Regions from separate parts of the Bos taurus genome. Here region 1 is linked to region 2. The links are chromatin contacts, called in public Hi-C maps. All regions are on one chromosome and are shown on one strand. The core of a region is the stretch at or near the end of the contact, and the rest is flanking DNA. Distances in the headings are between cores, read along the strand shown.

The links. Hi-C and Micro-C count contacts between places; a contact is called where the count stands out from the background.
Region 1: a contact with region 2 is called in a Hi-C map of an unstated tissue, with 2.8 times the contacts expected there. The contact joins the promoter of PARK7 here to the enhancer-like site in region 2. A contact is called at or near these places in 5 of 11 Hi-C or Micro-C datasets (blastocyst, liver, skeletal muscle and 2 more).

Annotation. Positions count from the first base shown.
Region 1 is chr16:45,414,790-45,421,173 of ARS-UCD2.0, reverse strand. PARK7 (Parkinsonism associated deglycase) reads left to right here and starts at 4,200. Exons shown (of 7, transcript NM_001015572.1): 1 at 4,200-4,230; 2 at 5,119-5,281. The coding sequence starts at 5,192.
Region 2 is chr16:45,357,312-45,362,809 of ARS-UCD2.0, reverse strand. It overlaps ERRFI1 (ERBB receptor feedback inhibitor 1), which reads right to left. Exons shown (of 4, transcript NM_001077930.1): 2 at 1-165. The coding sequence starts at 91. LOC132342469 (a long non-coding RNA gene) reads left to right here and starts at 156. Exons shown (of 2, transcript XR_009490856.1): 1 at 156-1,815; 2 at 2,637-3,605. Within about 2 kb of position 2,904, at least 22 of the 102 cell types and tissues checked have an H3K27ac peak or open chromatin away from gene starts, as enhancers often do.

The sequences.
Region 1 (6,384 bases), core at 2,951-5,450, 57 kb before region 2:
CTTCCTTATGACAAGGCGAAAGTACAAGCAAGCAAGCCTCATAATCACGTTACTGCTTTACAAGGCTTTGATCAGTTCATGTCTGTTAACATTCCATTAGCCAAATGGAATGGTAGCAAGGACAAGCCCAAAGTCAAGGGGCTGTAGATGAAGAGGAAAAAGAAAATATTTCTGAAAAATTATCCAATCTACCCTAAGAAGCATTTGAGTTTTGAAAACTGTATGCAGTGTATTCATTTGGTGAAAATTCCCACAAAGGTCCATTTCAGATCATAATGGTGATGTAGCTAGGAGTGGTAACTCAAATTCTCTCTCTCTTTTACTAAGCGTCATCTTGCCATTTTAATTCTGTCACGGCTGTCTCATGCTGCAGCAGGCCACCAGCATGGTTGTCTCTTTACATGTTTGCTGTGGACACTGGAGCAAAACAGCTTGTTTTCTCTTAGTTTTCCTTTCATCTACCTAAATCCTTCCTTTGTTCTTGAAGCACCTCCTGACCACTTGCCTCTTCTCCCTCTCTGTCCTATTTCCCACACTACTTCAAAATTAAAAGGGGGCAATATTTGCCTCCCTCCTTTGCAAATAGCCAAACGTGACATCATTCAAGAACTCCCCAAACCTTTTCTTCTTAAAATGCAACATGATTGAAGACACTTAAATTTTTTGCATGCATGCATAAAATAGTGTTGCATTAATAATCTATTTACAATTTTTAAAAAAATAGAAACCACTCTCACCACCATTGTAAGGGTCACATGAAATGTATGGAAGTGTTTTGTAAACAAAAACAGCCTGTTGTTTCTTAAGAAGATACATGTTTTTAATATTAATTTAATTTTTAATATTAATATTCAATTTAAATTGAAACGAAAAACACTGACATTTAAAAATCCTTTTTGACCTCATATTACTGGTGAGAATGCTAAGTGCTTCAACTTATATGGAGTCAATCAAATGTACTTCCCACTTCTGGAAACTTACCCTCCAGTTATACTTGCACAAGTAGGACCTAAGAATATGATCATTCAATGCAGTGCTTTTGACAGAAGACAATTGGAAATAACCTAAGTGTTGACAGTAGGACACCAGTAAATAAGGGCTTCCTATGTGGCTCAGAGGTAAAGAATCCACCTGATAATGCAGTAGACTCCAGAGGTGTGGATTCGATCCTTGGGAAGATCCTCTGGAGAAGGAAATAGCAACCCACTCCCATATTCTTGCCTGGGAAATCCAATGGATAGAAGAGCCTGGGCAGTTACAGTCCATGGGGTCGTAAAGAGTCAGCCACAAATGAGCATGCACACGGCAGTAAATAAGATATGGAACATGCCCACCCGCAGTGGCATACTATTTTGTTCAGGAGAAAAATAAAATGAGGAACTTCTTTTTGATATGGAAAATCTTCAAGGTATTCTTAACATGGTAGTGGCAGCAGGAAGGGAAGTGTATAACAAAATAGTCTGCTACATTTCTATGAGAAAGGAAAACAATAGTATTTGTATTTGCTTGTGAATGCATAAAGAAATACTGGACGTATGCCCAAGAAACTAAGAACGTTGCTACCTAGAAGATAACAACCTTACCTTCTAGGTAACGTTGAAGGTGGGAATGGAATTGGATGGGGACCCAGAAGGTGGGTTACCTAGAAGGTGGGAATGGAATTGGATGGAGACCCAGCTAGGAGTCATCTGTTCTATGGAATCATTATCATTTGGGGTTTTGAAACTAGTAAAAGTATCACTAATCAAAGACTTCTAAAAACATAATTTGAGATTGTTGACCTTAAAAAAATAAGACATTCAGAGGGCTGAATTTACTTGGGAATAGCAGAGAAATTGCCAACTCAGGACAAGCCCAACTAACTATGGTGAACCATAGGCAAGTTTAGGAAGCCAAGGGAAAGTCAACATTTATTAGATTTTAGAATGAAATTGGGGAGGGCTGTAGTGGTTTTTTTTCATTGGCTGCAATTATGGGCAGCTTGTTGCTGTGTCAAAAGGAAATTTTCTTTCTTTCCCCGAGCCTGTGAGGTGCAGTGAGTGATATGTGTATTAGACCCTCCCTTCATGGTTTCCCCACTCCACTCTGATTTAGGTTTCCTTTGTGCATTTTCACAAGATTACAATTTCAATAAATTAATTAATCAAGCATGGACATACATCAATTTATTGCATTTACTTGTGCTTCACAGACATTTCGTTTTTTACAAATGGAACGTTTGTGGCAACCCTGCATCAAGCAAACCTACCAATGCCGTTTTCCCAACGGCATTTGCTCCCTTTGTGTCTCTGTGGTGCACTTTGTTAATTCTCCCAGAACTGTAAGTGGAGCCTGAAGATGACTCAGTTGCTGTAATATCGTGATAAAACTTTATCTTCAGATGAGATGAGATGTAACTTTTTACGGATGAGCAAAGTAAGTGGTTTCTTGAGTGGGAATATACTTCTGGTGAAGACACTGTGAAATTGAAATGACAAGGGATTTATAAAATGACAAACTTAGCTGACAAAGCAGTAGCGGGGTTTGAGAGAATTCCGATTTTAAAAAAGCTTTGCCGTGGGCAAAATTTTACCAAATAGTATTGCGTGATAGAATGACTCCTTCTATCTCTGCATTCCTTCTAAGGGGAGTGCAGAGAAAAAGAGTGCGAGCCGGGCATTCAGGCAAGAAAAGAGAAATTTATTAGAGGGAAATGAGAGGGAGACTGGCCCTTGAGGAGAACTATTGTCCTCCCTTTCTGGTGAGGTCTTTCTTATATCCCACCAATGAAAAATTTTCTGAAGGGATGGTTAATTTTTAGCCTGTAGTTAAGTCCTGTGGTCATGTAGCTGGAGGTCTGGAATCTGGTGGTCTCGCAGCTTTGAGAAGATAGGCGCCAGTGACAAACCAGAATGTTATTTGGGCAATTTGGTCAGTCTCAAGGATCACTGTGATTTTATTCTTTGTTTGCCAGGTCAACATAATGAGCCACGTTAACAATGAGACCCCCCACCCCCCCAGCAATGTGGGCCTTATCACTTCAGGAAAGAGCCAATTGATCCAACAAATTTTATTAAGAAATTGCCACAGCCACCCCCAACCTTCAGCAAGCATCACCCTATACTGTCAGTCATCAATATCCCAGGTTCCACCAGCAAAACCCTTTCATCAGGAAAAAGATAGGACTCATTAGCTCAGTTGATGGCTAGCATTTTTTAGGAATATTTTTTAAATAAAGCATATACTGTTATTAAGACATAATCCTATTGCATACTTAACAGGCTACATATAACTTTCATTATGCACTGCTGCTGCTGCTGCTAAGTCGCTTCAGTCGTGTCCGACTCTTTGCGACCCCATAGACTGCAGCCCACCAGGCTCCCCAGTCCCTGGGATTCTCCAGGCAAGAACACTGGAGTGGGTTGCCATTTCCTTCTCCACATTATGCACTAGAAAACAAAAAAAAACTGGTCTGAAACCCAATCTAGTGTCCCTGACTTCGGTGTTCAGCTCCTATTCAAATCCTGTGGATGCAGTATTAAACTCTATTAAAAATACTATTATGAGAACCAAATACACGTGAAATTAGCCACTAGCCAAATCAGTCACAGAGAAACTGGGGGGACCTTAAAGAGTCATAAAACAGTGGAGGTGACTGGACAACGCGCGCCAAGAAACAGAACAATGCAAAGAAAGCCCCGAGGGCACAGAGGAAGCAAGAAGGAACTATTTTATTTTGTGAAAATGCGGGTTTAAAGCAAACCCACGCGGCTCTCCAGACGAGCACAGAGAAAAACGTCTGGCTTGCAGGCATGAAAAACGGGTTAAATTCAGCGCGCGCTGGGGGCACACTGGGCCGTCCCTCGGATGCGGGAGATTTCGGGAGAATGCGTGAGTTTAGAAGACTCCGCTTTCGCTTGTTGTTTCAAATGGAATCAAGCCTAGGCGTACAATCTACACGCAGAAGGGCAGGAGGTACCGCACGTTCCCCAAGGTGAGTTCGGCCGGATATGACATCACGCGAGGCGAGCCACGTGGGTCTGCGCAGTGCGGGACTGAGGAGCCACGCAGGGCGGCGCGCGCCTGCGCAGTGCGGGGCTGAAGGCCAAGCCTGACGGCGCGCGTGCGTGCCGGCGTGCGTGCTTGCGTGCGTCCCGGTTTAGTGCGGTACTGGCCCAGTCGTCACTGGCGCAGAATTGCTGACGGAACGGGCCGAGGCTGGCTGGCTGTGGGAAGAGAGGCGAGGTTCAGGTCTGGGCCATGGGGAGCGCGGCGCAAGCTCAGGTCGTCGGGGCACGGGCCGCCCGCTGGACCCGTAGAGGGTCCCCGAAGCGGCGCGGACCCGGCCGCGTCTGAGGAGGAGGCGGTCTCCCAGGGTTCGCAGAGGGCGCCGTTCGCTCGCCAGCGTAGTAGCAACGCTGAAGCTTCTAGAATTTGCGTGCATAACATCGCACCAGCTTGGAGCTAGTTAATGTTGTTTGTTGACATCGTTTACTAAAATCTGTGATGCATGGGAAACAAAGTCCAGAAAAATAGGCTAACAGCGATTCAGACCCCGGCACAGCGGCTGTCGTTTACGAGAGAGCTAAGTGCGAAGAATCTATCAGGATTGACTGTAGCGTGGGGGAATTACCATTTTTCTCCGTTTTTTTTTTTTTTTTTTTTAAAGCGTGTTCAAATATGTAACACTGTTAACCGCCCCCGAAAATTTAGTGCAGTTACTGGAACTAAAAAATAAAATCCCCTCCAAAAATCTCAGGGGGTAATTGCTAAAGACAGTATTTCTTTTTTTATCCATGAAGTTCAGCCTTTTCTATGTGAAATAGTACTTGAAAAAAGGCGGCTTTGTATTTCCCTCTCCCTGAATTGTGTGAAATGGAAGGCCTATGTGCTTAGGTGTTGGAAAGCTTCATTTACAATATATTAGAAATTAGATTTTTATAAACGTGATGAAATCTGAACATTAACCAACGTGTTGGCAATCTTGCTGTGATGTCATCTCAAAAAAACAGGAACTGAAGTTCTGTTTAAGTCAATATTAACCAAAAATGCTGTTTTATTGTGTTTGCCTATCAAAATCTTTTCCCTGGGAAGCACTTGGTTACTCTGCTTAAAAGTGTTCCTTAATCTTGTTTTTAGGTCTTCTACGGTTGCAGTGAAAGTTTCTTGAAAATCTTGTTTTAATTGAGTCTTTAATAAATACAACGTAAAAATGGCTTCAAAAAGAGCTCTAGTCATCCTGGCTAAAGGAGCAGAGGAAATGGAGACGGTTATCCCTGTAGATGTCATGAGACGAGCTGGAGTAAGTCCCTCAAAGTTTTTTAGCCCTCCTCCGTTTGAAAGCATTTTTGAATTCTTATAAGTAATTTTGGATAAAGTAGTGTTGAATGTTCTTTGTGAAATATTTCAAACATACGCAACAGTACAGAGGCTGTGTAATAATTACTTGTCTGCAACTTAATAGTTAACATTTTACTATATTTTTTTCAGACTTGTTTTTTGAAGATACAAATGTTTTAAAGGAATAAACATTGCAAAGCTCTCTTTATTTCCCTAATTCAATTCCCTTTCTGGCCCCAGAAATAACTGCTCTCCTCACAGTGATGTGAATCCAGCCCAAGCATGTCTAAAGTAACATTAGACTGTGGTTCTCACTCTGCATATCTGCATTATAAACCTTTATACGCCCACATAACCATAGTGAATGCTTAAGTAGCCTTTACTGAATGGTGGATACCATTCTAAGCACTTATACTAGTTTTTAAAACGTTAAAACCACCCTAAGAGTTATTGCCAACCTCTTGTTACAGTTGAAGAAACAGGCAGAGAAGCAGTCAGTGAATGAATCAAGTATTTAAATAAGTGAACTAATCACATTGTAGTAAAGAATGTAGATGCGATTTATTTAAAACTGCTGCTTAATATTGCACTATGGGAATATGCCCAGTCTCCATTCCTCTATTGCATTGTTTTACAGCATTATAGTGCTGTAATACTTTTTTTTTGGTCGTTCTGGTTTTATTGAGATATAATCAACATATAGCATTGTGTAAGTTTAAGGTGTACAGCATACTTAAATATATCATGAAATGATGACCACAATAAGTTTAGTGAATATCCATCATCTTGTATCAATACAAAAGTAAAGACGTAAAAGAAAAATATTTTTTTCCTATCATGAGGACTCTTAGGAATTACTCTTAAAAACTTTTGCATATTAAACATAACAGTATTAATTGTACCTATCCTGTTGTACATTAGTTTCTAATCCTTATTTATCTTATAGCTGAACATTTGTAATATTCTTGTGCAGGTTTTTCTTGTTTAAAGATATGAAAGTTTTTCTAGGCTCTGAGCCTGAAAGGAATTACTACTTGCATATATGATGTTACTAGATTTTGTCAA
Region 2 (5,498 bases), core at 1,655-4,154:
CCTTCAAGCTTCCCAAGGCTTGGCCATCATGCAGAAACCCAGTTTTTAACGGGACTCTGATCTCCTGAGCAGCCACTCCTGCCATGGACATTGTGCCTTATTCTGGGACGTCTTCAGACTTGTGATGCCCAGGGATGCGTACGGTCAACCGGTGGCTTTCATTCCCTGGTGGGGGGGAAGGTTGGGTACAGAGGAGGTTAAGAGCAGGGTAAACAATCCCCAAACACGAGGAACTTGAGGGGAGAGAATTCCAGGGCCTGCGGAACAGAAACATCCAGTTACAGACTTCCCCCCAGTCAGGTTTACATTTGCTGTTGCTGCTGTTCAGTTACCAAGTTGGTTCCGACTCTCTGCAACCCCAGGGACCGCAGCACGTCGTAACACTACTGAGTTCTTACTTTTCATGAGGTTACTTAAATACCGACACTAAAAGTCTTTTTTGGGGGTAGGGGTGGTGGTGTTAAATACAGGCTTCCCAGATGGCACTAGTGGTAAAGAACCTCCTTGCCAATGCAGGAGGTATTAAGGGATGTGGATTCCATCCCTGGGTTGGGAAGATGCCCTGGAGGAGGCAATGGCAACCCACTCCAGTATTCTTGCCTCAAGAATCCCATGGACTGAGGAGCCTGGCAGCTACAGTCCACAGGGTTGCAGAGAGTCGGATATGACTGAAGCAACTTAGCATGCATGCAATAAATACTAAGATTTGAGGTGTTTTCAGCCAATGAGAAACAGTCTGTCTCAGGCCAGGGCAGACCTTGGGGTTGGGCGTGGGGGGCAGACAAGTGCACACAGAGAGGCCTCACACAGACGTCTCTCCAGCCTCCTAGTAGACCGACCTGCCCGTGTGGTTGTGCTGAGCGTTGAGCTCATTCCTTACTCCCTGCACCCCACCCTGTCCCAAGCTAAGAAAGTCATTTCAGGAATTACTGTGTTCAATATGGCAGCACCACTGTTCACTAAGACCCAACGCTCTGATGAAGCAGAGGGTCTACAGCTGTCACTTGATGACCCCACAAGCCCAGCACTTATTTAGATTCTGTATTTCAGGGGTGGGGGGTGGTGGCGGGGGGGTGGAGATGGGCCCCGGGAAGACAAATTCTCCAGACACTACTTGTGTAGGAATCGAGACGTCCTCATGCACAGAGGACACTCACTCCTGTTCTGTAAAAAAAAATCAAGTTCTGCAGGATGACCGGCTTCGGGCAGAGGCCTGGACAGCATCCTCCTCCCTTTTGAAGGCAAACTGCGGTCTGCATTCTCTGCATTCTCCTCGGTGGAGTGCCTGGTAATTTATGTGCCGCCTCGCTGTGAGGCATGGGTGACAGAGGCCAAGTCAGTGCAATTTCTCCTAATCCAGCCGCCCCTCTCTTCAGAGCCCTCCAACCCTCCCCTCTCCCCTCAGTCCCTACTGCCTCTCTTTAGTTTCCTGTATCCGTTGGCAAGGTGTACTCATGATTAGCACCCGTCTCTGCCCCCTCTTCAGATACTCATATCCGCTTAGAACAAGTTGAGAACATACCCTGTCGGCCCTCTGCGTCACAGTGACCCCTTCTGTGATGTGTACATACACTTTATGACCCGTTCTCATCCACTCGGCAACTGTGTTTGCACAAACCGAGAGAGCTGGGTGCTGCGCTGAGGGCTGTGGCTGACATGAGTGCGAGAGATGGGTGTGCGGAGCAGAGGGAGGCGGCACACGGTCAGGGTTCTGTTTTAGGGACCGATCTGTCACCCCCTACGAGACTGCGAGCTCAGGAAAGAAGCTGTGTCCCAGTCATTAATTATCACCACCTGAACAGGAGCAGGTGCTGGGTAAGGAGACGTTTGTTGAATGTATATTTGTACAACGCCATCAAACTATTAGTATTGTCAGTATCAACTGAATGTATACAATATGTAAGGCACAGAGCTGTTTTTAAGTTAAGGGTCTAGAAAAACACTCTGCAAATATTCTTTTTTTTTTTTTTTCGTAAAAAGGAATGTAGAGAAGGTACTGTTTCAGTGACAAAGGACCGGGGGCCCAATTACCACTTCTCAGCTTTTTTACTCTCCCAAAGTCAGCTGTTTGAATATACCAGGCAGAGACTTAATAGGTTTAAAATATTATTTCTAATAGTCAAACTTTATCTTTCATCAGTCTCTAAAGATAAAGAAGCAGGGGGGAACCCATCATTTCAGAAATCTAAGTTATTTAGGGGAGGTCTTTTCTGTTGTTTTTGAGGGTTGGTTTTTAGATTAGGAACACAGCGAAATGTGTTTTTACTTCCTTTGAATTCAGTTTAAGCTCTAAGAAAAAAATTTTAAAGACAAGCTTTAGAAAAAGATTTGCTAGACACTTCTTCTCTGACCCTGCCCGGTGCTTTAGAGTGCTCTTCCTAAGAGATCTACAAGCGCTGGCAGGACAACAGGGAGTGTATCTGTGGTGATAGAAAAATGAAAGGCCAGAGAGGAAGGAGAATATGGTATTTAAGTGGTTTGAAAGCACACGTTTGAAGATCGCCCATCCAGATTACAGGAAAGTGCTGCGGGGGACTGTGGAGGCCCAGCCCCCACCTGTCTGCAGGCCAACAAGAACTACCAGTAATTACTGTGTGTCAGACTCCTAATGCCATCTAAATCTTCGCTTTCAACAGAGTGATTGTGTAACCATCGCCTCTGCTGAAATGGCCTCGGAATCCTGGCCCTCCGTCGTCAATGGTCCCTTAACATTCTGTATATGTTCTAGAAAAAGTTATTTTTCAGTCATTGTTTCTATCACCTACTTGTTAGCTTTCTTAAAGGGAAAAAAATTTTTTTTTTTTAGTATAAAAAGAATTGTGTTCACTAAGGCAGCTTGCTGTGACCACAATAGCGTCTTTGTGCATTCATCGAAGGTGACCTGCCTCTACATTTCAATGGGGAATTGTGAATGGGCTGTGTTATGAAACTGTCCAAACCTCCCACTGGCTCGCACGGGGAGCTCCGCCGCAGTGTCACTGCTCTCTCTCTCTCCTTCTGGAGAATAACTCCCCCCTCGGTGGACTCCCAGGAGGGCAGCCTGCTCGGGGTCCAGAAGCCAACTTCTACAGGGTGTTCCCCAGGCAATAAACTGTGGGTGTGGGGCGGAACCACCTGGAATTCTTTTATGCCTCTTAAAAAACTCTAGAAGCATTCAAAATATGTACTCCTTGGAGTAGGGGTGGTGGATCCATCCATTGGTCAACCCTGAGTTAAAAGAAATGTGTGCAGAGCTCAAGGAAACTGAAGCTGATACTGTTGTGTTGTGAATTTTGTCCCCTTACATGTGTAAAACGAGCTCTGCCTTAAGATTCATTAGGAAAACAACTGCAAAAGATACCCCCTCCCCTGTCCTGGGGAAAACCAGGATCTACAAGTCCAAGATGGCACTGGGTGATGAAATGCAGAAACACGAAACCTGATGGGCATCTGGGCAGCCTAGCACACTGACCAGGGTCTCCATAATCTTGGGTATGGAAGCTCCTCTGAAACATGTGGACTAATCTTTAGCCTTTTAGGGTCGAAAATGCTGTTCAATACCAATGGCAGGTATGAACTCCTTTTTCCTATTAACATCACTTGATTTGTTTTTTTTTTTAATTCAAGGAAAAACAAAGGACAACCCTAAAACCATCTGTTTCTTGAGACTGCCCCTTTACTTTCTGTCCTAACAACCTGGGTTAGGGTTAGGGTTAGGGTTAGCGCCGCCTTGAGTTCTGATCCCCGTAGAGGGCTTCAACCCCACATCACAGCTCCTGAATCCCAGGTCCAGCCCTGGCTCAAGCCTCCACTTTGTATGTCCTATTGTCTGGTGATTACCTTTCCACTTGGATGGTCCCCTGGCATCTGGAACTCCACAAACCAAACCCCTCTTGCCACACTCCCTTCCCAAACTAGTTCACGGTCTAAGCAGATCACACGTCTCCCAAAGGCACCATTTTTATCCTGAGCCACAGCAGACGTGCGTTGAATCACCAAGGGCCAGAGCTCATTTCTATGCTGTTTTTCTCAAATCTATCTTCCTTCTGTCCTAATCTGCCTCGGCTATGAAGATCCCCAATCCACCCTACACGCTGGATCTCTGTCCCTGACCTAACCTAAGCTCCAGCTTAGATCTTCCGCTGCTCAAAGACCTTCAAAGGCTTCTCCATACATGCCGCTCAGCCTGCCATTGAAGGCCTCCGGAACAAGGCCCCAGTCCAACCTTTTTCAAGCTCTTGCTTCTCCTTTCCCCAAACTGCTGTTAGAAATCAACATATCCTTTAGGGCGGTTCTCATGCTATCTTCTCCGTGAACCTGCTTTCTCCAGAAAAGCCAGAGAAGTGTCTCCAGGGCCTGATTATTCTGTGCTGTGCCCTAGTCCCCTTCTATCATGCTGATTTTCTACAACAGGACTCTCCGCCTCCCCTCCTTCAACAGATCCTGGCCTCATTCATCTCTAACACGTGCTTATTAAGTGGACTCTGAGAAAACATTCACCTCATTTTTTTTAAAAAAGTAATTACATGAAAGACTCATGTAATTTATAATATATATCAGTGAAGAAGGGAAAAAGCACAGATTTGTAAGGGATAAACATTTGGTGACACTGGTCAATTATAATACAAGTCTAGGGACATGGAGCCGGCAAGGAATGCTCACTAAATTCATTTCCAAAGCCCAAAGCAGACGGTTTTGAGACTAGGTAGTAAAAAGATTTGGAGAAGGAAATGGCAACCCACTCCAGTGTTCTTGCCTGGAGAATCCCAGGGACGGGGGAGCCTGGTGGGCTGCCGTCTATGGGATCCCACTGAAGTGACTTAGCAGCAGCAGTAAAAAGATTAGAAGCTTAAATGGTTAACACTGTAACTTTCCAAACTAGCAGCTGTTACTACATGCTTGCTTAAAGCAATCAGGTAGGGGCTTCCTAACAACAGACACAATGTCACCTTCTCTTCTGGATTATAAGGCACCTACTGTGTTTTTGCTGCTAAATTTAAGCTCATTTTCCTTAAAAAAAAAAAAAGGGGGGGGGGTACACCCAAAAGCACATTCCACATTCTTTATTAAATAGGTGAAATCACATGCTTTTTGTTTGAGGATAACCTCTTTGATACTGTTCTTTAAAAAACCAGGCTACCTTAAGACAGTAACCTAGATATGCTTACCTGGCCACAGATCTCATTAATAAATCTCAGAAGCAATCCACGAGAGGGGGAGGGGCACATTTTTGTCACACGACTCATCCAGTTCTACTCAGTGCTTCCTTATTTAAAAGTGTGATGTAATTTCCTTCTTTCAATCTGGTTTAAGAACCTGATTTCTGTTTATTCAGGGTGATAAATGGTCTCCTCAGCTGCATTTAACAATTACCTCCCTAACAATTTCCATATCCAGGGAGCTATCAGGTAACTATATTTAGAGCCAAAATTTGAGAAAAAAGAAACAGACTTCAGACTGTGACAAATACCAGGATTTTAGATACCCCCCAACCCCTCAAAGAAACCAACTCATCTTTC